Regions from separate parts of the Sus scrofa genome. Here region 1 is linked to region 2. The links are chromatin contacts, called in public HiChIP or PLAC-seq maps. All regions are on one chromosome and are shown on one strand. Each heading gives the region's core, a stretch centred on a gene start, on an enhancer-like site or on the middle of the called end of the contact. The rest is flanking DNA. Distances are from core to core; before and after follow the strand shown.

Region 1 (2,983 bases), core at 282-2,781, 190 kb before region 2:
CACAATAGTTTAAGAGTGCGAAGAAACCAAGTTTCTAAAACCTGATATGTTTTACAGACTGGTTTTCTAAGCTAAAAATATTTCACCCAAGATAGAGTCTGCAATATAAATTGTAAAGATAATTTTCTAAATTATGTGATGAAAAATTAATATTAGGATGTTTTAGGGTTATGTTAATTCTCTGCTATCTTCTGTGTTCTAGACATCCTTAGAACTATGCTAACCAATGCAGCTTATATTGGTAATACTGGAAATTGTTTATTTAGCAATGTGAATGAATTTTGCCTTAGTCACTAAAAACATGTCATGTAAATTTATGTTTCATCCAAGGCAAATTTATGAAAACAGAACTCATTGACATTCAGAAGCCAAAAATCCCCAAGTCACTTTATTCTCACAGTGTTAACATTATTGACTATCTTGAAAATAATAGTAAGACAAATAAAACTTGATTTCCTTTCTAAGAACAACACTAAGGGATTAGAATGAAAAACTCATCTGAAGGAGTCACTGAATATTAAATCCTATGCATTTTCTAGCAATGTACTCTCTCAAATCAGGGAAAATAGGCAGAGGGAGTGGGGTGGGTGGGGAGCTTGGGGTTAATAGATACAAACTATTGCCTTTGGAATGGATTAGCAGTGAGCTCCTGCTGTGTAGCACTGGGAACTATGTCTAGTCACTTATGATGGAGCATGATCATGTGTGAAAATAGAATGTGTGCATGTATGTGTAACTGGGTCACCATGCTGCACAGTAGGAAAAAAATTGTATTGGGAAAATAACTATTAGAAAAAATATTGGCAAAAAAATCCCCCCCCCCCAAAAAAGTTTGACACTGATGTTTTAAAAGATGATCTGGGTAACTCTGCAGTCACTCACCTTGGTGAGTGATCAGAAAACATTCTAAATTTACAGCTACATGGACCCTCAGATGGAGGCAACAGATCAGAGAAGGGCCTTCATCCATGGACAAAGCCAAAGGTTATACTGATTATGAATAGGGTTGGTTGTTTATGGAATGAAACCTCCCACAGTCCTTATTCATTTTTGTATTATTTGCATCTCCTTAACAAAAACCTGATTTGACAAAAAAAAAAAAACAAAAACACAAACAAACAAAAAAACCCAAGAAGTTACAAGTTGGGTATGACAGTGCTTGAGGGGTTTTACAGAACCCAAAGGCAGGAATGCTACTGGAGTTCTGGAAGGAAGTGAAACTGACAATAAACAGCTGGCAGAATCCAGGAAGTGCTCTTGGTTCATATCTGCTTCTTCTTTTTCCATTTCCTCCTCTCGTCTTTCTCTCCAAAGACTCTGTTTCTCTGGTCCTCGGTCCACAAAGTGGGCTATAATTGCAGGCAGACTTCCTTCCGGATGTGATTTTAAAATTCCCGGATAAGAGTGGAGTTGACCCATTTAGTTCAGGTTACCAGAACTTTAACAATCGATTGTGGCCTTGGAACAGATTATCTGCTGTAAATGTGGCTGCCTAGAGATTGCTTCTGTGGTCTTTCTTGTAGCAGGATACTGAAATATAATTTTGAAATGCTCGGTTTTGTGACCTGCCCTAAATTTCATCAGGGGCAAGAGAAGAACTAAACATACAAAATAAATTTAAAGTAACAGTTTAAAATAAAATTTGTTCCATGATTGCTTCTCTGAGTCATGCTTGTTCAGTAGTACAATTACATTTTGGATAGGGAATTCTGAAACGGGCAATTTCCATGGAAGTATTGTCATTATGATTTTGGCAGATACTCCAAAAATAGATGTCTATTGGAAGTGCAGTTTGGATGTAGTGTGTGATTAAAATATATGTCTTCAGGAAATGCAATTACAAGTGTCATAAAAATAAGTTGAAATGAAAGCTAATATTGTCATATTACATGCAAACAAAATAAGAAAATCTCAGTCTTGAAAAAATAAAACTACATGCAAAATAACATTAGGTGAAAATGCATTATACAATTTTTATGACACCATATGCAAAAATTAGAAAGACCAACCCAAAAGGTCGTTTTGGGTGATCTCTGGATTTTGAGACCATGGGTAATTTTCATTTACTTTATACTTTAACAGTGGAATTGTCATTAATAAAAATATTGCTTTAATAACTTAAAAGGTTATTTTTATAAAAGCATTCCTACAGTAAGAATATTATTATAATAGGAGTTCCCGACGTGGCGCAGTGGTTAACGAATCCGACTAAGGACTAAGAACCGTGAGGTTGCGGGTTCGATCCCTGGCTTTGCTCAGTGGGCTAACGATCCGGCGTTGCCGTGAGCTGTGGTGTAGGTTGCAGACACGGCTCAGATCCCGCGTTGCTGTGGCTGTGGCGTAGGCTGGTGGCTACAGCTCTGATTCAACCCCTAGCCTGGGAACCTCCATATGCTGAGGGAGCAGCCCAAGAAATGGCAAAAAGACCAAAAAAAAAAAAAAAAAAAAAAAGAATATTATTATAATAGTGGAAACAGTGCTTTGGTGAGCCGTACCACATTACTCATGCATAAGTAGAAGAGGATAACAAATCAGATTAGTGTATTAAACAAGAGCAATGCTGAAGAATATCCAGATTCCTTTTGGATAAACATTTTCTAATTGAATATCCAGTTATTCCAGTACCTTTCATTGAAAATGTTTTCCTTGATCTCGATGTATCGCTTTGGTTCCTTTGTTGAAAATTAATTGATTGAGCATGGGTCTATTTCTGGGCTCCCAATCCTGTTATATTGATATTTCTCAGTCCTTATGCCAGTATCACACTGTCCTGATTAATGTACCCTTAGTAAATTTTGAATTCAGAGAGTGTAAATCCTCCAACTTGGTTCTTTTTTTTTCAGTTTACTCGAGGCTTCTAATTCATGAACATGGTATATATGTCCATTTATTTGGGTTTTCCGGAATTTCTCTCAGCAGTGTTTTGCAGTTTTTATTGGAGAGGTCTTACCTGTTTGTGTTTAAATTATTTATAAGTTATGTT
Region 2 (2,789 bases), core at 255-2,754:
TGGATTAAGGATCTGGTGTTGCCAGTGCCGTGGCTCTGGTTACCACTGTGATGTGGGTTCAGTCCCTGGCCTAGAACCTCCACGAGCCACCAGTGCAGCCAAAAAAAAAAAAAAAAAAAAAATGTCCAAATGTCCCATGGAGGGGAGTGTGCAAAATCACCCCCACTGATTTTCTGAGAACCAGTGGTCTTGGCCATTATCTAATAAACACATTTCTTCTTTACCAGTGACATTTCACCAACGCCTCACTCCCAAGCCCTGCAAAAGAGCTTCCTCTTATTCTATAAAAAAGATGACCAGCTTTAGTTTATACCACTTTCGCATCGAGATTACTGGTCATAAGGGCAATACATGAATTGAGTCAATTTCTATTCCAGGATAGAGTTCTTAGAGAGACGTGTTTCCATCCACACATCCTAGAAAACTAAAATCAGAAACATTAAGTGCAGAGTTGTTGAAAGGATGGGTTAACGCCCAATAAATACTCTTGAAAAATTCAAATGATAGAGAAACCTTTTTTAAATGACATGTAAAAATCACCTCAAATCTCACCATGCAGAAATCGCCGTGTCTGGTATTCGGCAAGCATTCTTGCAGGCACGCTCCATGAACACAGACGGGTATAAAGCCTGATTGTGTATAAAAGATACTCCGCAAAATAGCTCAGGGTTAATTATCCCACGATCTGACATTGAAATTTATGAAAATGACATTATGCCCATGCAGTTCTAAATGAAAAGAATTATATTTGATGTTCAGATGAGGAAGGAACTGAAAAACTGAAGAAACTGATGAATTTCAAATAAATCGCTCTTCGCCACTAGAGAGACTCATTCTTAAAATGCTCCCTAAATTAAGAAAATGTTTACGCAGGTTTTTAAGAGCTGAAGCTATTTTTAGACTGTCTCTTTCAGCATTAACTGGTATCTACTGACTGCCTAACTGGAAAAATGAGGAGTTAGCTTAAATTTTCTCCCACCCCGTTCCTCCCATTCCCACTTTGATTAGTAACGATATTTACATGTGACCATTGAGTTCTCCTCCTTCGCCGTACTTCCTGCAGTTGTTCGCTCTCACTTCCATTTTAAATAAATCCACAGCCTCTCTGTTCCTGAATTCTTTATTTTTGATGCTTTTTGTTTGTTTGTTTTCTTATTTGGATGCATTGGTTTTCAAGACAGTTTTATTTGCAAAAAGAATCCATTGAAGCTCTATTGATGGTGGCCGTCGGCTGCTTTCCTACCCCAAGGACAGCTTCGCAGGAGATGCAGTTCTTGAGTGAGTGACCGTTTCTTGCCCTCGAGCTTCATAGACGCCACTCCAGGATCATTGCTGGAGTTGATGGCCAGTTCCCAATAGCCACGACCTCTGAGCCTGCGGGATCCTGGGGGCTGCGTCTCCACAGGGCTCCCTGGTTCTCCTCCCAGAGGCATCCCTCAGCCTGCTCTAGTCACCTCTTGACCTTCGGAACGTGGAAGTGGTAGACTACTAGCTCGGGGCGAGTCTCCTCTGGCCTCTCTACCCTGTGCCAGACACAGACTCCCTCTTCCTCTCTCACAAGGACAGGAGCCAACCCTCCTTCCTCTCCCCCTGCCTGCCTTCCACATGCAGGGAACTCCCTTCTTCCCACTCTCTTCCCATTGGGTCTAGAACTCACGAAGCCACGGTTTCCTCCCCTTTCCCTGAATAAACCACCCTTTCTTTCTCCTCCCGTCTTCTTTCTGCTCAATCTTCCCCCTTAAGATCTGCAGTTGAACTCCACCCTGTGCACATCTAGTCATTACAGCTATGCTAGTGTTCTAGTGGGTACCAGAGAGGTCCCCTTACATCCTCTTCATGTCCCCACTCATTCCAAAAGTGTACTCATGAAATACCCAAGCATGAATTACTCCATGACTCCATGATGACATTCCGGTGTTAAGTACTCATCTATCCTTTGAGGCAGGTAAATCTCCAACTTCTTTAGGCATCACTCAATTTATTCTCACCTACTCTTTCCCCCTTGAATTTTGACTGCATTTTTAATCTTAGCACATGAAAAGTTCAGACTGTACGAATAGTTATCTTTTTAGATTGTACCAAAAGCATCTCAAAACAGAATACCCTTCCCACATAGGTATTCAGTAAATATTTTTTGATAAAAGGAATGCCTTGAGAATTCTATTAACATGCTCCAGGGCCCAGGGAAAAAAGAATGCAGAAGGAAATAGCAAGATACGTGAAACCTCAGGATACAAACTTTAATAATAATAATAATTGATGGAGTACTTCCCATGTACATGGCACCTGCTCTAAGTTGTTTACAGAAGTAGATCTTGTTCCATCTTTACAACGACCCTAGGAGAAAGGCGCTGTTAGCGACCTTGTTGTGAAAACCAGGAATTTGAGACACAGAGGAGTTAAGGCATTTGCCCACGACACACAGCTCGTAAGCAGGAAAGTCAGAACCTGAACCCAGGAAGACTAGGGATGCTCCACATGGATTGTTACACAGGAAACGGACTGTCCTCCTCTTGACTTAGGTTCGCGAAGATACAGGCGTCACGAGCTGTGAATTAAAACCTTGGTTAGGATGCACGAACTTCTTTGGGTGAAAGTGAGGGAGCTCCGTCCCCAAGGAGTTACAAGTGCCCTGTGTAAATGTCCCAGACAAAAATGACACCTACCCATGGGTGACCTTAACACACACTCTTCCATTCCAACCAAACAATGACCTCATGGTGGCGAAGGCCAGGAATGTGAGCCGAGGAGCAGAAAATAACAGCCTGCTTTCGCTTTCCAAGCACAGC

What was found. HiChIP or PLAC-seq counts read pairs in DNA pulled down with a chosen protein or histone mark.
Region 1: an H3K27ac HiChIP or PLAC-seq map of alveolar macrophages shows a contact between it and region 2. The contact joins two enhancer-like sites. A contact is called at or near these places in 1 of 47 Hi-C or Micro-C datasets (embryonic fibroblasts) and 1 of 2 datasets of contacts at active chromatin or transcription factors (alveolar macrophages).

The regions. Positions count from the first base shown.
Region 1 is chr7:8,073,584-8,076,566 of Sscrofa11.1, reverse strand. All of the region lies in intron 1 of NEDD9 (enhancer of filamentation 1), which reads left to right. Among named protein-coding and RNA genes, the nearest start is that of NEDD9, 18 kb to the left of the region's middle. Within about 2 kb of position 1,531, at least 3 of the 83 cell types and tissues checked have an H3K27ac peak or open chromatin away from gene starts, as enhancers often do. A contact at or near this core is called in alveolar macrophages, where this site is marked.
Region 2 is chr7:7,883,861-7,886,649 of Sscrofa11.1, reverse strand. The region is part of intron 3 of NEDD9 (enhancer of filamentation 1); the gene reads left to right. LOC110261775 (a long non-coding RNA gene) reads right to left here. Exons shown (of 2, transcript XR_002346301.1): 2 at 2,218-2,789. Among named protein-coding and RNA genes, the nearest start is that of SMIM13, 110 kb to the right of the region's middle. Within about 2 kb of position 1,504, at least 4 of the 83 cell types and tissues checked have an H3K27ac peak or open chromatin away from gene starts, as enhancers often do. A contact at or near this core is called in alveolar macrophages, where this site is marked.